Regions from separate parts of the Mus musculus genome. Here regions 1, 2, 4, 5, 6 and 7 are each linked to region 3. The links are chromatin contacts, called in public HiChIP or PLAC-seq and promoter capture Hi-C maps. All regions are on one chromosome and are shown on one strand. Each heading gives the region's core, a stretch centred on a gene start, on an enhancer-like site or on the middle of the called end of the contact. The rest is flanking DNA. Distances are from core to core; before and after follow the strand shown. Region 1 has its middle 30 kb from the start of Sec22c. Region 2 holds the start of Zfp651 (zinc finger protein 651). Region 3 holds the start of D830035M03Rik (RIKEN cDNA D830035M03 gene). Region 4 holds the start of Abhd5 (abhydrolase domain containing 5). Region 5 holds the start of Snrk (SNF related kinase). Region 6 holds the start of Vipr1 (vasoactive intestinal peptide receptor 1). Region 7 holds the start of Ano10 (anoctamin 10).

Region 1 (2,986 bases), core at 445-2,944, 1.2 Mb after region 3:
TGCCTCCATCAGATTGGAGCTGCCTCCATCAGATTAGAACTGCCTCCATCAGATTGCCGTCGAGCATGCATGCCTGTGGGGGCATTGTTTTGATGGAGGAGGATCTAGTCCACCCATGGTCACCCCTGGGCCTGTGGGCCTAGGTTGTGTACAGAAGCTAGCTGAGCAGAGGCAGGAGCAAGCCAGTGACATCATTCCTCCATGGTCTCTGTTTCAGTTCCTGCCTCCGATTCCCTCAGTGATACATTTTAAAGTGTTGATTTGATTTGGGTAAAGTGTTTTGTCACAACCACAGAAAGCAAACTAGGACAGACAAGCTTCCATAAAGCAAGTTGATTCATTTTTTAAATCTAGCTCGGTCTCCTTTTGTGGCTCTCTGGGGACATGTGTGGTCTTTGGCTGCCTTCACTTGAGTTGCTTGGTTTATGTGCCTTAGAGCTGAAGACACGGAGCCAGCCATGGCTCAGGGCGGGGACAGGCTTTGGGCATTTTATGCAGAATGAGAGGCAATGGTTGGGGGCAGGTCAGGGAACACTTCTAGACTTGTGGACGGCGCCCCCAACCCCAGAAAATCCCTTCCAATTTCCCTGTTGCTCATCTATTAAACTAGTAGCAAGAAAGCTCTGTGACCAGCCAGAGCCTGCCAGTGGCCACCATACAGCAGCAAGAACTGTCTTCCCCTTCCTGGGGCCATCCAGTCATCGCCAAAGCTTCTCTCTAGGAGAATCCAGGATGCAGAATCTGGGAGGCGTTCCTGGAGCCTTCCAGACCTGACCGCACACAGGACCACAGAGGGGTCTGGAGAAAAGGCAGGATGCCGCAGTGTGGTGGCTTTACAGTACACATACTCCACAGGGAAGTGAGGAAGGTCTATGGCCAGGAAGCAGGAGCGAAGGTTGGAAGTGGAGAAAGACTAACGGAGCCGGCCACCCATAGAGCGACTGGGATTCTGAGGAGCTGGCAGAGCATGCCTGAGGGGCAGAAAAGAAGTGTCAGCCATGACTGTCTTTGCCGTTGCCCAAGGTTCGATTAATTACTCCACTGTTGCTGCAGTAAAACAGATGACCAAAGTAACTTAACGAGGGAGAGAGCCTGGCTTGATGTTTTAGAAGGGAGGAGAGGAGGCTGGAGAGACAGACAGCTCAGCAGTTAAGAACACTTGCTCAGAAGAGGTCCTGCGTTCAGTCCCCAGCACTCACACAGGCTGCTCACAGCTGCCTGTAAGTCCAGTTCTAAGGAGATTTGATGCCCTTTTCTGGTCTCCGCAGGTATCTACGCACACGTGGGATTCACTTAGACACACATATACATAACTAAATCACGTAAAAATATTTTTAAGGGGCTGGAGAGATGGCTCAGAGGTTAAGAGCACTGACTGCTCTTCCAGAGGTCCTGAGTTCAATCCCCAGCAACCACATGGTGGCTCACAACCATCTGAAATGGGATCCAATGTCCTCTTCTGGTGTGTCTGAAGACAGCAACAGTGTACTCATATAAATAAAAATAAATAAATCTTTTAAAAAATATATTTTTAAAATAAGAAATAGAGTTTATCACATCCGGGAAGGCATGAGGACTGGAGCGGGAGGCAGTTGGTTGTTAATCACGAGGAAGCAAAGAGATGACAGGAAGTGGTGCAAGGTTTCAACCCACAAGTGTCACCCCCTGTGACCCACTTCCTCCCAAGAGGCCCTACTTCTTAAACACCTTCCAAACAGTGTCATCAGCTGGGGACAAAGTGCTCAAATGCACAAGGCTCTGGAGGACAGTTCATGGTCAAGCGAGCACCGCCTGCACAAGAGGCTGGCGGGTCCCTCCTGGCGCCTGATGCTCTCCACATGGCATTGCTGTGGAAACTGAAGGAAGAGGTGGGTAGGTGGACACGAGGCAGAGCCCGTTGAGGTGTCTGTCTAAACAGAAAAGAACCTGGCACTGAGTAAGGGGTCTTTGAGGGCATTCACCAGCCTTTGTATACAAGATTGTGGCCGTAAGCAGGGCAGTGGTGGCGCACGCCTTTAATCCCAGCCCCTGGGAGGCAGAGGCAGGCGGATTTCTGAGTTCGAGGCCAGCCTGGTCTACATACAGAGTGAGTTCCAGGACAGCCAGGGCTACACAGAGAAACCCTGTCTCAAAAAAAAAAAAAAAAAAAAGCAACCCCCCCCCCAAATTGTGGCCATTAATCACAGCCTGTTCTTTTGACAGGCTCTGGCTGAGCCACCTCCTCTGGGGAACTCCAGTTCCCCTCAGTCTCGGCCTTGCCTCTTTCTATAACCAGGTGTGAGCTGTTTTACCACAGCTTCTAGAGTGGACCCCACCATGCACCAGGTAGCTCCTGCATGAACCTACAAGACCCAGTTTGCTCATGCGCTGTGGCTGTCTGGAGGCTCCAGGCCTCTGGGGCTCCTCTGGGGCTCCTCTGGGGGCTGATGGGCCAGATGATGTTCATGGAGCCAGGCTTTTCCTCCTTTTCTCTCTTTTTAAGGGGACGGGGGGTGGGGATCAGAAAGATCTTATGTAACCCAGGCTGGCCTTGAACTCACTACGTATGAGGTCGACCTTGAACCTCCTGCTTCTATCTCCAGGGTGCTAACTAATATAACAGGTGTGCACCACCACGCCCTGTGTATGCTGTGGTGGGAATCAAACTCAGGGCTTCAGGCATGCTAGGCAAACATGTCTACCAACTGAGCTGCCTCCTCCCACCATTTACAAAATCTTAATATGAACTTTTTGGAAAGGGGATCTGACTAGGCAGCCAAGGTTAGCCTTGACCTTGAATCATCATGCCCAGCTTCCCAAGAGCTAGGCTTTCTGTGGTGCACCAAACTTACCTTCACTCAAATCCTCTTCTATTCAATCTGTAGCTTCCTTTGTCCCTGGAGGCTGCTGGGCTGGAGGAGGGGCTCTTGTTTTGATGGGGAGCGGGGGATGGGGTGGGGAGGGGGCAATACTCCTCTTTATTGGTTTTCAGTTCCCCCCTCAAGAT
Region 2 (3,042 bases), core at 58-2,557, 1.3 Mb after region 3:
ATGTTTTCTCTCTCTGCGGGACTCTCCTTGTCCACCCAGTAGGTAGACAGCCCTGCCCTTCCCACCTCCCAGGTCAGTGCAGCAATCAACTGGGTCAGACGAGAAACTTGGGTTTTGGGAAGTGTAGGAGACATCATCGGTAATTGACAGGTTCACAGCTTCAGCCTAGAGCCTCAGATTCGGGAACCCAGGTAGGGGCATGCCCTGCGCATGTGAAGGAAGGGGCTCTCCTCACTGTCCCTACCTTTCTTCACCTACTCAGCTTCCTTGCTCAGGGGTAGTCAGCCCATGTCCAGTGAGAGATCCTTGCATTCTGAGGGGACAGACCTTCGACTATTTGATGACACCTGCTTGGCTCCAGAGAAAGAGCTACAGCACACCATGAGGAAGGCGCACACCCAAGGAGACTGCTATGGCTGGAGTGGAATGGCCCGGCTGGAGCAGTGTTGGGAGAGTGACTAGGCTGAACAGTGGGTAGGGGTGCGGGGCGTCCGAAGGAGAGACCACGGTGGTAGTCCGTAGTCCCGCCCTGCTGTCGCTCGGCCTGGCAGCGTTCCTTCGCAGCCTCCTGCCAGCACAGCCAGCCCCCTGCCCCCACGGAGCCGGTGCCAGAGCAGCGTTCCGCAAGCCGAGCTGCATCTTCCCAGCGCCGAGGCTGCGCGGAGGGCCCCTCGGCCGGGCCTGGGCCTCTGGCCCCCACCCGGCTGTTCCAGGTAGGTCATCTGAAAGGCTTCCGTCGTTGCGGCGGTTGCTCGGAGGTTCTGCAGCCAGAGGCCCCCAGGTAGGTTCGGGAGACTCAGAGCAAAACGCGTGGGAGGCCGGAGCAGCTACAGACCCCAGACTCACCCCCAAGTCGGAGCAGCCGGAGTCACAGGGGGCGGGAGATGAGCGCGGCTGGGGTACGGGTCCATCAGAGTCGCCTGGCTCAGGGGAGCAGGTGGGTCGGGGGGCGGCGCGCTCTGCTCAGCGACCTCACGCCTACCCTGGCCCCGCCCATGCAGAGCAGCGGGAGGACACCCGGGTTAGACTCCCGGACGAACTTCCCAGCAAAGAAGGGCAGAGAGGGACTTCGCGCGGGAGGGTGGGATCGAGCGGTCCAAACGCTCCCACGTCACCAGCCGGGTCGGTCCGGGGACCCCGAGGCTCTCCCGAGGGCAGCTGCATCGAGACGGCGCGCGTCCGCGCCCCCAGCCAGCACGCAGGGCGGCCTGGCCCTTTAAGCGTCCAGACGGCGGCCCCAGCTGACGCGCGGGCTCCAATCGGCGCCCCGCGCCCCCCGCCCGCCGCGCCCGAGGCTCCCGGGCCGCAGCTGCTCGGCCGGGACTTGCCGCGGCCCTGCGCCTCCGCCCGCCCGGCCGGCCGCGCCCCCGGGGCCATGGTCGCGGGGCCCTGCGCAGGGGCGGCCCCCAGCGCGGCGCTTCATGGAGCGGCCCGGGCCCGGCCCTCGGGGGCAGCGCGATCCTGCGGGGCCCTGTGAGCTCCCAGCGCCGCGGCACCATGGTACGCAGGGCCCTGCCTGTCCCCCCGCTTATCCGCCCACCTGCGAGCGCCTCCTTTCAGAGCGCACGGCCCCTTGGGACCCGGTGCAGGGTCTGGAAGACCTGGCCCCTCCCCCGGGGTCCTCGACCCTATCTGTCCGGTGTGCAGGGCCCAGAGTGCGGCGCGGCGGCGCGGCTCAGGGGTGAAATTCCTGGGGTGGGGGGTGCAAACGCGAAAGGCCGAGGTCTTGCTGCGCACGGGCGGAGGGGGGAGCTTCTCTGCGTCCGGACGGCGCCGCCCCGGGGCTGGTAATGGGGGGAAAAGGGGGAGTCGGATTCCCGCCCGGGCCTTGGGCCACGTGGGCGCTGCAGCCGCTCTGCCGGAGACTAGGATGGATCGCTCCATAGGCGGGGGGCGCCCACAGCTGGAGTGGAAACTCCTGTGTGACCTTGGGCCGGTCCCCTGCCGTCTCTGAGCCTGTTTCCCAGGCCTCTCCAAAGAAAGCATCCAGAAGTCATGAGCCTGTACCCCTGCCGCCGGGGTTTCACCAGATGGCCTTTGGGAGGCAAAAGCTTGGTGGCCTCTGCAGGTGTCCCTCTGGGGGAGGGCTGCGATGCAGCTGGTGTACCCAGGTGTTGAGAAGCCTCCTCAGCTTCAAGGAGCCGGAAGCATCTGGCCAGAGGCTACACAGCTGGTGGGCACTGATCCGGAAGGGGCCCTGCCACTGGCTGGCAGCATCTCTGGTCCATGGCTGGGGAGGCTGCAATGTGACTTTAGGGATGCCTGGGTTTCTGCCAGGCTCAAGTGGCCCTGCCCAAGCAGGAGGTCCCTGGGGAAGCTTTGTAAAGGGAAAAACGGGGACCCCAAGCCTGGAATAAGTGGTGCCATGGGGGGGCCTTTCCCTGCCACCGTCCACCCCCCAGTAGTACAGACACCAGGACCTGCAGGTGCAATGACTGGGAAGGAGGCAGGACCAGAGGGTGTGGTGACTGTGTCTGGATGCTTAGGTGGTTCTCACACCTCATGCTTCCACCCACCTCACTTCCAGGACTCTCCAACTGCCTGTCTGAAGTGTACCAGGCAGAAGGGAAGGGTGCTGGAGTGGCAGGATGGCCACAGCTCCATGAGTAAAGCCTCTCTGGGCCTCAGTTTCTCTAAGAAAGAGGAATTGGTCCCAGAAAATGAATCAGAGTGAGTCAGAGAGGGATGGGCGGGGCCCCGTGCCACGTCCCTGCTGGACGGCCCAGCAGTTCTGGGATAGATTCAAGAATGGGTGGCTGGTGGGGGTGTGAGGGGTGGAGGGAGCTTCAGGAAGGCAACGTCTGTTGGTGGAGCGGAGGGCAAAGAGTGGGCATGTCTTGGGCTGCTGGCCGAGGGCACAGGTTCGAAGCTCCTTGGGGCTCACCCGCAGCTTCTCCTTTAGCAGAATGACAAGGGAGCTCAGAGTCCATGCTCTCTGTCTGGCCCACCCACTGCTGACAGGAGAGAGGACTTAGAGGGGACAGCTTCATCCTGGGACCCCTAAGGAAGGTGGGGTTGTGTCCCCCATTGGGATGCATCGGC
Region 3 (2,973 bases), core at 301-2,800:
CAGGGAAACTTCAAGGTTTTTCTGTTTTAGTTTTCTTCTCTGGCTCACTCATCCTAGGCTCCATCTGAGAAACCACGTAATACCCAGTGGTAAGGTATATCTAGTAAGAAAAGGGGGGAAACATACCATGTAGTAGAGTGGTAATTTATACCGTATGTTTTGTGTAGTCTGTGCTTCTTATACTACTTTGTAGACTTCTTTAAGTTACTTAGAAAATAGTGTTAATATTTCAGGCAGAAAATTTATATAATTTATTAAAAACTTCTCAAGGACTGGTGAGGTGGCTCAGGCTTGCTGATGGCCTGACAACCTGAGTTCCTGCTCCAGGACCTACATGAAGGTGGAAGATGCTCAAGACTATTAATTCAAATATTCGTAAGCTAGAGTTTTTCAAACCATGGTATAAGAATAAAACTGAGTAAGTAGTGTGCCTGAAACCTGACTGGTGGATGTAGGGGCATACAAGTGTATTCATTTTTACAACCCTAAAGCAACAGGCCATGCATAGAAACATTAGGAGCGGCCACTTTGTACAATAGAAGTCACTGAAACATGAGCACTACACTCCAGATATTCATTTCCTTTTTTAAACTACAGTAATGGACTTCGAGAGACTTCCCAGGAGTTGCTGCTCTTACACAAGACCTGGGTTCTGTTCCCATGGTCTCATAACCAGCTGTTATTCCAGTTCCAGGGGATATGACACCCTCTTCTGGCCTCTATGGTACATACACCCAACCACATAAAAATAAAATCTTTTTAAAAAGGAAATTGTAGTAGCGATTGGACCTACTGCTACATCTTGTTGAATGGATTGCTAGACAGAAACATAGTATGTATGCTATCTATGGCTTCTAATGTCTTGCATCAGGCCTCCAATACTATTTCAACACGAAGGCAACAGGTTTGACCTACAAAAAGGTTAAGAATTCCAAATTTTTAGTCTACTGCTTTGGTCTAGAAAGCCAACCACCTGCATAGGTGGTTTACATAGGTTAAGACGGTTCTCCACTGTCCACTGATGGTTGTGCACGGTTACTCTTTACAGTTACTTCATCTGCTCGCTCACACTCACCTAGCAACCACCAGACACCCATCCTGCACGGGACTTGCATCCGACCTTAGGAGGCTCCGCAGAGGAGAGCTCGGGCGGGATGGTAGCGCGTTCTCTCCACGCACACCTGACTCTGCTAGAGGCTAGGTCGTGACACCTGAGACAAACAGGTTAAGCTTAGTAGAGACTGCAGCATCGGAATCCCGGGGCTTGGAGGAAGGGAGAATTCCCAGGTGGCACCCACAAGGGTTCTGCAAGGAACTCAGGGGTCTCGGGAACCCTGGGGGCTGGGGAGGGCGGCGGAGGCGCAGAGCGCGGTCCCCGCTGGTTGCAAGTCCAGACCCCCGGGGGCACGTTTCTCGCCGTTGCACCCGGAAGCGCCTCCGCCCGGCGCCTCGGGCGGGACGGACCGCGGCTGCCCGCAGTGGGCTCCCGCCCGCTCCTCGCTGGCCCCCGGCTCGGCGCTCCGGGGCGGACGCGCGGTGCGTGCGGACGGTCACGTGGCGGCGGCGCGCGGGGCTAAATACGCGGCGCCGGCCATTTTGTGCGAGAAGCCGCAGCGCCGCCTCCCTGCTCGCGCCCCACCGCCGCCTCCGCGTCTTCCTGCGCCCCGGGCTTCCGCCGCTTCATTGATTTCCGTTTCTCGCCGCTGCAGCCTCCTGACACGGTGATCCGGGCGGGCCCCGCGGGAATTCTATCCTCTCACCGGCCTCACACTAGTGTCGCATGTCCACTATCCAGAACCTCCAATCTTTCGGTAAGGGCCAGTGGCCGGCCGCCGCCCGCGTCCCTCTGGGCTTTGTCTCGGCGCCCAGAAGATGGCGACGGGGGGCTCCCCGCGACCCTAGCCCGGGGGATGCCCCTCTCCGGGCCTCGGACACGGCCTTAAGTGGGCCTGCGACTCCGTAGAGGCGAGGGCCCGACCGGCAGGCGCTTGGGGAACTTGACACTGGCAGGAAGACAAGGGTCTCGGGGACTCACAGGACGGTCGGGGGACACGCCAGGGCTGCAGGGGGACCCGCCAGAGGCTGGGGGGACTGACAGAAAGGCCGGGGGCTTCAGAGACCCGTAAGGGAGCTACAGTACTTGCCAGGGCTGCAGAGACTAGGACTAGGGGCTTGCAGGGAACCTGACAGTGACAAGACGCTGGGAGTCTCTGGTGTTATCTCTCTTGTGGCCTCGGGGCTGGCCAGGGCTTTGCAAGGAGACTGGAGGGGTGGGGCCCAGAAGCTGGAGAACCTGACAGCTTTAGGGTGACTGCGAGACCTGTGACTCTCAGACGACTCACAAGTGTGTGTGTGTGTGTGTGTGTGTGTGTGTGTGTGTGTGTGTGTGTTGGGGCATGGGGGGCGGGGGGTGGCCTTGCTCAGTCCTTGCTGGGAGGGAAGGGAAGTTAAGGGCTTAGAGGATCTGCGACTCAGTCGGCCAGGACTGGAGGGGGGGGGGGTGCCAGAGAGACCTGTCACTGACCGGAGCTGGGGTGGGGCTGGACCCAGCTGGTTTTAAGCAGCCCCCAGAGGCGTCTGTTTGAAACACTTAGGAGAGAGGCCTCTGATTTGACTTGGAAGTGGCCCTGTTGTCTCTGCTTGCAATCATTTTGTAAATTACACCTCGTGAGGTTGCATGTATATGTTTATATGTGTTTTATAAGGCTCAGTTACTATGTTAACTAATTGGGGTGGGTGTTTTTGAATGTTGTAGTCGAAAAATAGTGGCGGTGACGCATGTTCTTGTGGCGGCTGTATGAAGGCTGTATGAAATTAGGGTTTCGTAAATGTTTTCTGTCTCATTTGCTGGTGGCTTCCACAGTGGTGGTCTCTACTTTTAAGCTCAGATATCGGCATACAGAGCCTGCTTAGGTTTTTCTCCTTTGAAAAACTTATTATCAGTGAGCCCCACCCTCGCCTGCAGAAATGGAG
Region 4 (3,396 bases), core at 584-3,083, 1.9 Mb after region 3:
GCTACTTTCACGGATCAATTAATGCCTTCATCTCGGGAGTCAGTTCTGGGGGAGGGGGTTTCTTATAAAAAGAAGGGTTAGGCCCCTTTCTTGCTCTCTTTGCCCTCTGCCATGAGATGAAGCAGCAAGGCCCTCTTTGTATACCACAGACGCCTTCCTCACAGTCTCCAGCACTGTGAGGGATAAAACTTGTTTGTTGTAAATGATTAGTCAAGGTGTTTCTCTACAGCAGCAAATGTGGTCTAAAATGGAGAGTGATGCATGGGGTCTTAAATACAGGGAAGAATATTAGTGTAGGCTTCAGGAAGGACTCTGGCCTTCCTGAGGAGCTGATGACTGGAGAGAGGTAATCCTAAAGTAACGAAGGGAATACAAACGATATTTACATTATCCATTTGCCTTCAAAAAAATCAAGAGGGTGGTGGGAGCCTCTGTTTCTGTTCAAACCCACATCCACACACCTGCTCTTGGTTAGATCTCTGGGAAAGGGGGAATGCCACATATTTTGGCCTTATTAGAATTATTTGAGACTCAGTTAGCTTACATCAGGCTCCTGAGTAGTTCCGGGCATCAGTACCACCCAGGTGTGGCTGAACTAAGAGAACCTATTACATATTCTCAGAATTTCATTTTTTGGAGTGTGGGGTAGAGGGCAGGATGGGAATTGAACCTAGGAACTAATGCATAGATGGCCCCTGCACAACACAGCTCCAGCTGTAGGCAGCTTGTCACAAGCACAAAGAGCTAGGCTAGTTCATACACTTTCTCCTGACCGGAGGAACCTGCCCCCAGCCAAGGGAAACATCCCTTATGCAACACCAGGATGCCTCTATTTGTTTAATCACAGTGAGTGCCATAGTTCTGAATTCTATTTTTAAAGCGCAGTCTTGGACTTACTTGCTAGCTGCTGACTTTCATTTGCCTGTACTGAGCTTTACTCTTTATCACTTTCACGCATTTGCTCACGTCCCTTAACCAGGAAAAAAATTATTAAAATAATCCCACTCGAGGGTGTGCCTCCTTGCCTGTATGTGCACCATATACATTAAGGTGCTCTGAGGCCAGAAGAGGGTGTTGCTCCCCTGGAACTGGAATTACAAGCAGTTGTGGGGCTCCACATGGATGCTGGAAACAAACCCATTCTCTTCTATAGGACAGTATGCACTCTTAACCACTGAGCCATCCCTCGAGCCCTCTCCCCTTTAAATTTATTTATTTTAAAGACAGGGTCTCACTGTGTAGCTCTGGCTGGCTAATCAGGCTAATCCAACTCACAGAAATGTGTTTGCCTCTGACTCCCAAGTGTTTTTGAAGGGTGTGGACCACCATATCGAGCTCATGAGAATATTTTTATGAGCCCTCAGCCCTCTATCATTTTAGAATGGATTCTAGGAAGTGCTCTCCCTCTCTCCCTCCCTCGCCCCTCTCTTCTGTGGTCTGTGGGGATGATGATGGTGGTGGTGGTGATGGTGGTGGTGTGTGTGTAATTCTAGTACCCACACATAAGCTCTCAGCCTTCCGGAGTCTAGAGTCTGGCAGGGTGGAGTGCAAGTTCCTAGAGGCCACCACCTGAAAGTAAGGGCTGGAGGGTCCAGCACCACAGGATGCGCACTTCTGCCACTCAGGCTATTTCTGGCTGGGGTCTCACTCCAGGCTACCTACGGCTTGCCTAGCGCCCCGTCCAGGGCAGTCCACACGGGCGGAATGACGCATTAATGGTCATTATTCCGACGGATGACTACCTAGGCTCCCGCGGCGTCGGGCTGACCTTCCTTACCAGTGCCCCCGCCTCCGCGCGACAGGCGGGCAGCGCATGCGTGTCTGCGAGGCCGGGCCGCTGGGACGCCGAGCCTGCGGTGGCGCGGCCGCGCCCTCGGATCGTCCCAGCGGGCGGACGACGCATGCGCGGGCGGTGCGGTCTTAAGGGCGGCCGCGGCCCGGGGCCGCCCAGTCGGCCTGTCAGCCGGCTTCGAGGTGTGTCCCTGCGCTTGCGCGGCGGCGGTGATGAAAGCGATGGCGGCGGAGGAGGAGGTGGACTCGGCAGACGCCGGTGGAGGGTGAGGATCACCCGGGAAGGGGGGGACGACGTGGGTCTCGTGCGCTCTGGCGACCCCGGGCGGCCAGCCGAGGGAAGGCGCGGGCGCCCGCTCTCTCGACCCGTCGGGGCAGACAGGCCCGGTCAGGGCCGCGGGGCTGCGGGGAGGGAAAGCGGCTGCTGTTGACGGCCGTCCCGGTGATCCCGAGCGCGGCGGAGCTCAGAACTCCGCGCCGGGAGCCGTGCGTCGCCAGGGTGGGAGAAGGCGTCGGACTCGGAGCCTCGCGGGACAGCCGATCGCCGCCGGTGCGCCTGGGGCGCTTGCGTCCCACCTCCCGCTGCCCCGTGCGTGCGCTCCCGTGACCCGGCGGTCTGGCTTCACTAGCCCTGGCAAACTTTGTGAAAGTTGAAGGGCAGATGCCTAACAGGAAGGAAGCCCTTAAGTTGTTGTTGTTGTTGTTTTGTTTTTTTTGGAAACCGGAGTCACTCTATGTAGCCCTTGCTGGCCTGGAAATCTGTAGACCAGGGTAGCTTTTCAACTCTGCAGAGACCCAATCCTTTTGCCTCAGCCGTCCAGTGCTGAGATCACATGTGTGAACCACCACACCCAACTTCTTCATAGACATAGTAAGTTATTCTTTTTTGTTTTTGATATGTCATGCCCTTGTGAGTAGAACAATGCTTGGTGGAAAAATTAAATTACTATGAAAGTTATTTCACTGATTCTCAAAAGGCTACTTGTTTTATATGGACGGGACTATACATCTCCTTTATAAATTATTTTGACAGTTGTACTTCAGCTATTTGGAGACATTTGTATGGGAAAGATAACCATAGGGTAAATAGATTATGGTAATGTGAAAGTAAGTATTTTGGAAAGATGTTAGGGGAGGAATATTTTTGAAATGCTAGAAACTACACTCTTCAAGTTTTGTTTAAGTGATAATTAACAAGTGGAGCCACTGTTTTGGTCTGTTGTTGAACTTCCTAGTTATATTGACATGAAATACAGAGTGTCATGTGGTACAACTAGGACCTGGTAGCTTGGGTTTCTATTAAATTTGTCAGGACATTTTTCTGGCTCTGAGAATTCTAACTTGTGGGCCCTTTTGGTCTTGATACTGTGAGGCTCAGGAATCCATAGCACAACGGTGAGAGTGACATGGCTCTGATGATGGCTGGAGGTCACTGAGGGCAAGACTGGTTACAGTCCCTAGTCAGAGGTAGACCTCTCTGGTATTTTTGGCAGGACCCGTGAGCAGTGCTGGATAACCATGCAAACAGAAAGAAGGCTAGGTTCTTGCTGGGTGCTCCCCCAGTGTGGTCATGATAATCCTAGAGTCTCCCCTGTGAGTAGATCT
Region 5 (3,291 bases), core at 556-3,055, 1.6 Mb after region 3:
AAATTTGACTCACTTCAATGTATTGATTTGGTCAGAGTCTGAGTTACACAATAGCAACATAAACCCCATTTCAAGGGCTCATGTGCTGTAGCCACTGTCCTATGTTATGAATGTTCTTTCGGGGTACAAACTTGGCTACTGGACTTCCCTTGGGAGACCATTATAAGTGATGCTTTTATTCCTTCATTGGCCACAGTGTCCCTGACTAGTGACAGTTCCCAGAGGGCAAAGGTCTTTCAGCAAAAGAGCAGATTGTGCAAGACCTAGTTAGGAGCGGTTGCTCAATGTGTGTCTAAATTAGAATCTCCCTGGCAGAGCTTCTAAGATGGCTCAGCAGGTGGGGGTGCCTGCTGCCTCGATTGCTAATTCGAGTTCCATCCCTAGGACCCATGTGGTGTCAGACAAAGAGACAGAGCTTTCTCTTCTACAGGTTGACTTCTACATGGATGTTGAACATACACACACACACACACACACACACACACACACACATGTAAAAAAATAAGAAAGAGAGACATGAAGAAAGAAAAAGAAAACATTTCCACGTCAAATGACACTGTCCTTTCATGATCCTAAGTCAGGTGGGGCCTGCGTGAGCAGAGGCCAATGCTGGGGTTTTCCTATGTGCACTTTGCCACCCAGGGCTAAAGCATTAGGATAATTGAAGGTCTAAGCACACATTTCAGCAGAAGATCGAGACCACCTTCCCAGTCATTCTGCTTCCCAGCCATCTTCAGGCATGCGAAGTGGATGTTGTAGTATAAATAAATAAATAAATAAATAAACAAATAAATAAATGAAGGGAGGAAGGAAGAAGACTTGCCATTTTCTGACCAACAGAGATGGCAAAAGCCATTTAGATTTTTTTGTCCAGTCAGTTGAGTCAGGCTTGGACATGTAAGAAGCTCATTCTGCTTGTGTGTGTGTGTTTTTTCTTCTTCTGTGGATGCAGGAACACAGAAGGAAAAGTAGGGGAGAGAAACCTGGCACCTGGCTTCTTTTCAGGAGCCCCAGAGGACTAGTCTCCATGGCTCATTATCCTTCCAGGAGATAGAGCTGGGAGTTCCCTCCCTCTTGTCCTGCCACCACTAACATCCCTTTCTGAGTCATCTTGGAACAGAACCATGAACAGCCAAGTTAGTGCCTGCTGTGTACTTCTCCACGTTGTTTCTCAGAGGCTGCCTGGCCTGGCCAGTGACTTTTGACTCTAGAGGCAAGCCTGCATTCAGGTGTTGGGCTTTGCTTCTTTCTGCTTTAGTGGTAACAAAAGCAACAGAATTCTTCAAATGTATTCCCAGAGAGAAGAAAAAGTAAAGAAATGTGTATGTATATATATATATATGTGCATATGTGTATGCATGCTTGTGTATATATGATACACACACACACACACACACACACACACACACATATATATATATATATATATATATATATATATATATGCACGTGCATATGTATATTAATTTTGTTGTCTCTCATTGCTTCAAGCTAGATGGGAGATAGGGTGAACATTGATGGATAAAGCGCATGTGCTCCTTGCCCTCAGCCCCAAGATCTCTTCCAATATCCCCTGAAAGCTATAGCTCTAGCTGCTATGCCTGCTGCCGCTGTCCATCGTCCTGGCGCTTCCTTCTGCATAATCTCTATTCTTTCCAGAGTAGGATGTGCTCAGGCCAGGGCCAGGACGCCCTCCAGTAGACCCTGAGCTGGCCTGCAGGTGCGCCGGGTTAACCCCGCCCCGCCCGACCCAAGGCCCCGCCCTCACACAAGACCCCACCCCATCGCTTTCGTCACGATGACGCAAGGCCCGCGCCTGCGCAGCGCGGCCGCACCCCCGGCCGCCCGCTCGGTATTATGATTAGCCCTGGGTGCGGGGTTCCGGCGGCCGGGAGGGAGTTGTCGACGCCGCGGCCGCTGCGGACGGATGCCCGCCTGCCGGCTGAGGTAGGGCGAGCGCGGCGCGGGAGCGTGGGCCGGGTCTGCGCTTCTCCTCAGCGGCCGCCTTAGCGGGGCTGGGCTGGCGCCGCCGCAGGCGGAAAGTAAGTTGCGCGCTCGGCCCGGGGTGCCCTGCGCAGAGGACGCGGCCCGCGGCACCACCCCGGCCCCGAGCTCGCCCGGCCTGCGGGCTTCGCGCAGCCCGGCCCGGCCCTGCCCTTGCGGCCGCCGCGGGATTGCGGCAGCGCGGGAGTCGACGCGGCCCCGCGCCGCGCCCGCAGCGGGCCCCGGGCGACGCGAGATCCACGGGCCTCAGTTTCCCCGTGGGCCGCGAGTCCCGCTGCAGAGCCGGGCGGCCGCCGCCTCACGATAGCTCGGGGACGCGGTTGTCTACGGAGAAGGGCGCTCGGCTGCGGAAGGGGCAGCGGTGCGGCTCCCCGGGGACTGCTCGGATTTTTTCGCGTTAGGAGACGCTGTTCTTTTCCGTAGACATCGCCTGTTGATTTCTTTCCGAACCATTTGCAATAAAAACAAACACCTTGTTGCCTTTTGCTTGGACTCGGGAGCCAGGAGAGTGGCAGCCCTTTAAGCTTAGGCTTCCTCCAGCTGTGATGTTCTTAAACAGTGGGGTCAGCTACAACCTAGGAGCTTCGCTGTGAGTTCGGGTCGTGTATGCATTGGGGAATTTCTCTCCGGGGTTCCTAAGACTGTAGAAGTCAGAGGCTGTAGGGCCTCTGGGCTGTCAGGTTTCTTACTTTCCCTTCCGTTTAAATGAGCGTATTCTCCAAGTCTTAGGAGCCTTGGTGAAACCACCTGGATGCTTGAAGTGTTTTGTCAGGTTTAAGGTGAAGTAAGCGATGGACCTACAGGTGTACAGCTCTTTCTGCTGAGTTTCCAACAGATTCCTGTCCAGGGTCAAAAGGCTCAGTTTGGATTCTTTGTAGGGATTGGGACACTGTCCCAAATTGATCCCTAACTTATCACAGTTCGTATCGGTGCAGTCTGAAGCCCAGGTTGTCAAGGATTATGTAATCAACTTGTTAATTTCTAATCTTGTTACAGTGTTTTCCAGATTTATAAAACCATTCCCTTCAGAGAAATCTGTCTTCAGCGTCTGGTTAAATATTTCTCTTGGAATTGGGTTCTTGAAGACAATTCTGTATGTGTGTTAATTAAACATACTAATTAGACAAGTTTCTTTCAGAGAACATCAAATACATAGCAATTTTTCTGGCTGTCAGTGTAAAATTGACCCATTTTACAGACCTAGGGATGAAAGAAATTATATGACATTCCCAAGGTCACATAATGAAGCTGGGTTAAAAAAAAATCGAGGGCATAGCACTGACTTAA
Region 6 (2,986 bases), core at 458-2,957, 1.2 Mb after region 3:
ATCTCTGTCCACAGAGAACACGGAAATGCTAACAGGACCATGAGGTGAAGCACCGTAGCATTTTGCTCAGGCTGGTCTGAAATCCACAGGAATCCTCCTCCCGAAGCATACAGAGCAGTGGGATCACAGGCACGTGCCACCCCGCCCCATATCAGCATTCTGCAGCTGCCTAGGTGACATATGGGGGTGGGCAGGGTTGAGAGCCAAAGCTCACATCTGGGACTTGAGCATACCACCTCAAGAGCTGGTAAGACCTCACTGCCCGGTTAAGAGGCCTAAGGCCTAAGAGGAGTGTGCCCATGGTCACAAGCGAGGCAAACCCCTATTCCTGCTCACAGTGACTCCCGAAATCCTAGCCCTGAAGCACTGAATGGCAACTACTAAACAGCTCCCTCTTCTGACACCCCATAACTGGAGAAAGGCCTGTGACAACTAGCCCATTCTCTATCCGGAAGCAGAAATTGCAGGGAGTGCCTCTTACCTCCTATGCCCTGGTGCGTAGTAGAGGCCTGGCTCAGGCTCAGGCTCAGGCTCAGGGGGAGAGAGAACAAGGGAAGTGCGGTAGACTAGGAAGGAGAGGAAGGAGGAAGGCCAGGGGTTTGCTTCCAGACTTTTCTGTAACCGACCTCAAGGCCACGCCCACAGCGTTAGTTTCCCACGTTGCAGGTTGGGAAGGCTGGAGAATCCTCGGGAAATTCCCGCGCTCCTGCTGGCCAGAAAGCGCCCGGAGAGCGACTTCCTTCAAATGGATCGCACACCCTACTTCGCGCAGGGACACGCGGCCCTCTGCAACTCCGCCCCTCCTCCCACCTTCTATCCCACCGCGCCATCAGCCCCCCACATCACCTTCTCACCATGATCACTCGAGCTCTTGGAAAGTCATCTGCACGGGTTCCCTAAGACGTAGCGCGAAGGGCTCTGAGTCGGTAACCCCGCGCCCCACGCTAGCACCGAATAATCCGAGCCCTAAAGACAAGCTTCGGAGGGAGAGCAGCCTCAGATCACCCGCTACCGGCCCGCCCGATCTTGGAGACACAGCGCGGGACACTGGCACCCTGATCCTAGTCCCTGGGGACTCCGGGAAGACCGGTCTGTGGGCAGCCTGGGCCCAAGAAAGGGTACAGGCTTTGGTCCCCGCGCGGGGGCGCTGGAACATTGACTTCTCGTCCCTCACGAGCTGCGCCGGCCAAGTCGTGTCCAGCTCTGAGTGCACCCTGCCCTGGGCGGCCAAGAGGAACCCCCAGTTGGGACTCCCCGACCCCGGCTGCGCCCCCTCGGCTTCTCCCTTGTCGCAGATGGTTCCAACAGCGTGATCCGCTGGACCCCATCGGAGGCCAGCCTTCAGCCCTGGAAAGCTGTGGCCCTTCTAGTCCAAGAATTTGGGCTGCAAGCCGACGTGGAAACCGGGGAGCCGGCAGCTAAACTCCCTGGAGCCGAAGACTGGAGGAGCTCACTGCCAGGGGCCGAGGGCGCAGCCGGGGTTGAGAGAGAAAGGTGCGGGCGCGGGGAACACTGGGCGGTGTTGAGCCCAGCGTCCCCGCATCGGAGAGCCGAGAGGATGCTCGCTAGCTAGCAGCTCCCGACGACGCGCACCTCTAGCGGGACTCTGTGCTCACGCCCCCGGGGGCCCCGGCTCCGCCCCCTACCTGCGCCGAGGTACCGCCTCCGCCGTGCCATTGGCTAACCCCGCCGCCCGTCAGACGAGCCCCCGCCGCCCTCCCCTAGCCTGGAGCTGTGCCTCATAGCGCCCGGGCCGCTGGCCCGCGCCACTCTCCCGCGCTGCGTTAGCCACAGACCCCGTAGGCGCTCTCGGCTGCCTGCCGCGGGCTCAGGGCGGACCATGCGCCCTCCGAGCCTACCGCCTGCCCGCTGGCTCTGCGTGCTGGCAGGAGCCCTCGCCTGCGCCCTCGGACCCGCGGTGAGTGTGTGCCCCTCCACCCAGATCCCACGGATGGGGGAACTGCGGGGGCAGCGTATCCGGGACCATCTGGCCATCGGGGGGCAGCAGGAGCGCGGTTCTCGTCTTCTCTCTTCTGTAGCCCAGAGGCGTGGGAGCTCGGTAGCGGCGGGTCCCTCTTAGCTCATCTTAGAGCGCTCACCGCGAAGTGATCCCAATCAGCGATGAAGAGGTTGGGGGCGAGAGGGAGCCCCAGACTTGCCTTGCGATGAGTGCCTGTGGGGGTACGTGGGGAGGAGAACTGTGGGTGGCACGATCGAGTGAGATGGGAGATCCTGTAGACTGTCGGGTGGGAAGGAGGCTGTGTCTGGAAGCCTCTCTGGGTATTTTGAGAACTTGTGCGATGAAGACAGCACAGCATCAGACCTTAGTGCCTGTACCCTGGGGAGGGGTCCTTGGGATCTGGTGAGAATTTCATTCTGTGCTCTTTATCCTCTAACTATAGGCTGATGGTGGGCAGGTAAAAGCATGTATTGGGAAAAGCAGGGGGGCTTGCTCTACCTTAGACCTCGGCTTCCTCCCACACAGACATGTGTGTGGGTGTGCTCCTGTGGCTGTGACAGACTCACCAGGGTCATGGGGCAGACACCTGGTCACCTCCTCTGAGACTAAGAAAGACCTCAAGACTCAGAGACCCCCTAAACCCATTTTACAGAAGGGCAAAATGAGGCCACAGGAGCCACACCTGTCCCTGCCAGCCACACTTGGACAGAGGTGATCTTCCCTTCCCTTGCTCTAGGTCTGTGGAGCTGTTGCTTCAAGATTGTCTTTTCCTTAGTGGATTCTGGTCTGGAACAAGTGGGCTGCCTGGAGGAAGTGGGGAATCTTGGTCGGTCACCTTAGTGCAGTCTATCCCGTGGTCCCTCCCTAATCACAACCTTTCCCAGGGCAGGGATCAGGACATGAATCTGTTTCCTCCTAGCTGGTGTCTGGCACACCCTGCTCTGGAAAATCTCACCACCCCCCCAACCCCTTCCGGAGAAGGTGCTGCTCTCTGAGAATTGGACAGTGTTGCCCCCTTCCTCCTGT
Region 7 (3,048 bases), core at 21-2,520, 1.8 Mb after region 3:
CACTCGTTACAGTTTACCAGGCCTTGTCTATGCCTGTCTGATATTCTGCATCTCTCATTTCTCATCAAGAGGACCTAAATTTGGACTCCAGCACGCAGTAGAGTGCTTCTGTAATCCCAACTCCAGGTGATATGGGAGACAGAGACAGTAAAACCCTAAGAAGCCATAGGGCTGAATGGCCTGGAACAGGCAGCACAGCAGCAAAAATGAAAAGACACAAAGACATCCTATCTCAAACACGGTGGGAGGCAAGGGCCCACACCTGTGTCCTCTGTCCTGTACAAGCCTGTGTGTATCCGTTTGCCTGCACTCACAATAACACGAACGCACAGACAAAAATTTTTAAAAACCAAAAACCAAACCAAAGCAAACCAAAACAAAAAAACCCCAGAAAACAAAACTATATGCCTAGTAAAGTCACAGCCTCTTTGTCTGTGTGAGTGCCCTCGGACGTTCATGCCAGGTAAACAGCAAGCATCTCCCTCCCAGTTTACCCTGGTTAAGGGATGCACGGTTGCATTTAAAATTGTTTAAAGACAGAAAGAGTCCTTAGAAATATCTAGTCCTCTAAGGTTACTGTGACTTTAAATGGAAACCAGGCCACTCACAGTGCACCTGAAACTTTTAAAACTGCCGGGATTCGATTACAACATCAGGGTTTAAGGGATTGCGATTCAACTGTGGAGTGGGAACAAACTTGAAGAGACTTCAGTCAGACCGTCTACGCACCGCCTCAGCTATGGGAAAGAACAAACAGGGTTTCGGGTAGGGACAGGGCTCTGCACCCTTCACTGGAGTCATGCGACACCTATCACGGAAAGCGCACAATGGGCCCGGTCAGAAACCTCAGACCGGATCTGTTCACAACCCTAGAGAGACCGCGAGGTGTGACACAATCAAGGCTACCGGGCACCTTCCCCGAAGTGTCAATCAGAGCAGCCCGACACCCCGGGATCCCATGGTCAGTCAGAGACGGCCCTGCTCCAGGCCTGACGCAAATCCAGAGCCGGCCGACATCCCCCTGCCTCCGCCGGCTTTCACACCCTTGCGGATCTCCAGCCCTGACCAGTGCTTCCGTGGCTCTTTCCCTGTCGCGGGGGGGGAGCATCCCCAGCGGGCCCACCACACGGACTGCGCCCCTCCCCACTCACCGGCCGCCCACGCGGCGTCCTCGGGGACCGCGGGAGCGGGGAGAACCAGGCCCGCGGCGCTAAGGCGGACTGGATACACGACCGGGGCGTGGCGCCTTGGCCGACAGGAGGCGTCAACGACCGGGAGGGGCGGGGCCTTCCGGCTGTCACTCGGCGTGGGGGGCGGGATCACCGTGAAAGGGGCGGTGCCTTAACAGTTGTAAGTCCCGAGGAAGGGGGGCGGAGGTGTCAGAGTGAAGCTTCACTGGCTGACCCTCGGGAGAGGGGTGGGGCCGCGACGGAAGGGGCGGGGCCATGAAGGTTCTCATTTTGGTGGGATGTGGTGGTGCTGCATGGGCGTGGCCTCATCAGCTGTCGTTGTAGAGAGACATGTTAAAGGCGGGGCTGTGGCGAGTGGGGTGGGGCTTGGGTTGCTGTCACTCACGGCAGAAAGGGAGCCTCATCCGGAGGGGTGGGGCCTCGCTAGCGGTCCTCGTGGTGGTATGGGTGCGGGCTGGGTCTTGGCTTTGCTGGGTAGGGAATGGAAGGGAAAGGATAAGGCTCCTTACGCTTTCCTTTTCTTAATCTCTTAGACCAGAATCCAGACACCTGCCCACCTCTACCCTCTACCGTCTAGCCTCCACCCTCCACACCCTTCCAGTTTTTGCCTTCCTCCAGGGGACAAGGCCTTCACCCCAACCCCTGGGGGTGTTCCGGTTTGGAGGTTGTCCTCCTAGCCCCCTCTCTGCCTTAAGGAGCAATTCTTGGCTGGTTTTCAGCAGAATTCTGAAGCTCTCTTCTCTCTGAAAACCAAGGCAAATCTTTCAGAACTTTAACAATTAGAGTCAATTGACGACTCAGGAGACTTGTGGGTTTCAGTTGGAGAGTTCCAATTTTCTCAGCCCCTGAACTTACATTCATCCTTGCATATAACTTCATTCTTTGGTATCTGATTGGAAATGTTTGAAATTTTTTGAAAAACAATCATTTTAATGGAATATCTATTAAATCCTTTTTGCTCAGATAGTCTTTATACTGGAGATTAAACCCAGGGCCTTGTGCATCCTAGGGAAGAGATTATCCCAGCCCTCTTGGGAGTAATCTTATCACAGCTGAATTAACAAAATTTAGTTAAGCTGTGTTGGTGGCCCACACTTTTGTAGTCTCAGATACTCAGCAGACTGAGGCTGGAAGATCACTTGAACTGAGGAACTAGAGACCAGCCTGAGCAATGTAGTGAATCTCCATCTCAAAGCAAAGTACAAGATGTGAGCCTGAGTCATGGTGCCATGCCACTTAGTTTTTGTGAACCTGACACACCAATAGTTGCCTGAGAGGAAATCACATTAAGGAACAGCCTCCATCAGACTGGCCTTTGAGCTTGTGTGTTGGGGGGGAGGGGGGGTAGGGAGGAGCATTCTCTTGATGATGTGGGAGGGCCCAGCACACTATGGGTGGTACCATCCTAAGAGGGTGGAACCTGGCTGTTTAAAAGAGCAGGCAGTAAGCAGCAGTATTCTTCTGTAGTCTTTGCTTCAAGTTCTGTCTCCAGGACCCTGCCTTGAGCTCTTGACCTGGCTTACCTTAATGATGGACTATAAGTCAAATAAGCCCTTTCCTTCCCACGTTAGTTCTGGTCTAAATTTTATTGGAGCAACCAAAGAAGCAGGCTAGGACAGGCATGTCTTAGTTATTCTTTGCTATGTAACAACCCCCTTTGCAAGGCTCCATGCTCTCATGTTCCCAAGAGTCCTTCTTTCCAGTTGCTTCCTCTAGAACAGTGGTCCTCAACCTGTGGGTTGTGGACCCTTTGGAGGGCTCCAATGACGTTTCACAGGGGTCACCTAAAACCATTGGAAAACATGGATATTTATATTATGGTTCATAACAGTAGCAAAGTCACAGTTATGAAGTAGCA

The links. Promoter capture Hi-C pulls out the DNA fragments that hold promoters and counts their contacts. HiChIP or PLAC-seq counts read pairs in DNA pulled down with a chosen protein or histone mark.
Region 1: a promoter capture Hi-C map of pre-B cells shows a contact between it and region 3, with 6 times the contacts expected there. The contact joins the enhancer-like site here to the promoter of D830035M03Rik in region 3. A contact is called at or near these places in 4 of 39 promoter capture datasets (the C10 cell line, hippocampal neurons, pre-B cells and 1 more) and 1 of 484 Hi-C or Micro-C datasets (cardiomyocytes).
Region 2: a contact with region 3 is called in an HNF4G HiChIP or PLAC-seq map of pancreatic cancer cells. The contact joins the promoter of Zfp651 here to the promoter of D830035M03Rik in region 3. A contact is called at or near these places in 3 of 39 promoter capture datasets (cranial neural crest, liver and pre-B cells) and 1 of 115 datasets of contacts at active chromatin or transcription factors (pancreatic cancer cells).
Region 4: a contact with region 3 is called in a FOXA1 HiChIP or PLAC-seq map of pancreatic cancer cells. The contact joins the promoter of Abhd5 here to the promoter of D830035M03Rik in region 3. A contact is called at or near these places in 2 of 39 promoter capture datasets (both in liver) and 1 of 115 datasets of contacts at active chromatin or transcription factors (pancreatic cancer cells).
Region 5: a contact with region 3 is called in a promoter capture Hi-C map of pre-B cells, with 5 times the contacts expected there. The contact joins the promoter of Snrk here to the promoter of D830035M03Rik in region 3.
Region 6: a promoter capture Hi-C map of hippocampal neurons shows a contact between it and region 3, with 4 times the contacts expected there. The contact joins the promoter of Vipr1 here to the promoter of D830035M03Rik in region 3. A contact is called at or near these places in 2 of 39 promoter capture datasets (hippocampal neurons and liver), 2 of 115 datasets of contacts at active chromatin or transcription factors (kidney and large pre-B cells) and 2 of 9 other capture datasets (adipose tissue and liver).
Region 7: a promoter capture Hi-C map of pre-B cells shows a contact between it and region 3, with 3 times the contacts expected there. The contact joins the promoter of Ano10 here to the promoter of D830035M03Rik in region 3. A contact is called at or near these places in 2 of 39 promoter capture datasets (liver and pre-B cells).

Annotation. Positions count from the first base shown.
Region 1 is chr9:121,673,482-121,676,467 of GRCm38.p6, forward strand. No RefSeq gene overlaps it. Among named protein-coding and RNA genes, the nearest start is that of Sec22c, 30 kb to the right of the region's middle. Within about 2 kb of position 1,695, at least 84 of the 459 cell types and tissues checked have an H3K27ac peak or open chromatin away from gene starts, as enhancers often do. A contact at or near this core is called in pre-B cells, where this site is marked.
Region 2 is chr9:121,758,726-121,761,767 of GRCm38.p6, forward strand. Zfp651 (zinc finger protein 651) reads left to right here and starts at 1,308. Exons shown (of 6, transcript NM_001166644.1): 1 at 1,308-1,500. The coding sequence starts at 1,498. It overlaps E530011L22Rik (RIKEN cDNA E530011L22 gene), which reads right to left and starts at 1,218. Exons shown (of 1, transcript NR_033503.1): 1 at 1-1,218.
Region 3 is chr9:120,491,031-120,494,003 of GRCm38.p6, forward strand. It overlaps D830035M03Rik (RIKEN cDNA D830035M03 gene), which reads right to left and starts at 1,551. Exons shown (of 2, transcript NR_166642.1): 1 at 1,076-1,551; 2 at 1-100. It overlaps Eif1b (eukaryotic translation initiation factor 1B), which reads left to right and starts at 1,576. Exons shown (of 4, transcript NM_026892.3): 1 at 1,576-1,811. The coding sequence starts at 1,781.
Region 4 is chr9:122,349,783-122,353,178 of GRCm38.p6, forward strand. Abhd5 (abhydrolase domain containing 5) reads left to right here and starts at 1,834. Exons shown (of 7, transcript NM_026179.2): 1 at 1,834-2,057. The coding sequence starts at 2,005.
Region 5 is chr9:122,115,461-122,118,751 of GRCm38.p6, forward strand. It overlaps Snrk (SNF related kinase), which reads left to right and starts at 1,806. Exons shown (of 8, transcript NM_001357775.1): 1 at 1,806-1,947.
Region 6 is chr9:121,641,009-121,643,994 of GRCm38.p6, forward strand. Vipr1 (vasoactive intestinal peptide receptor 1) reads left to right here and starts at 1,708. Exons shown (of 13, transcript NM_011703.4): 1 at 1,708-1,918. The coding sequence starts at 1,841. It also overlaps a transcript of Lyzl4 not described here.
Region 7 is chr9:122,293,153-122,296,200 of GRCm38.p6, forward strand. Ano10 (anoctamin 10) reads right to left here and starts at 1,271. Exons shown (of 13, transcript NM_133979.3): 1 at 1,152-1,271. It overlaps Gm26797 (predicted gene, 26797), which reads right to left. Exons shown (of 5, transcript NR_168548.1): 5 at 2,758-2,974.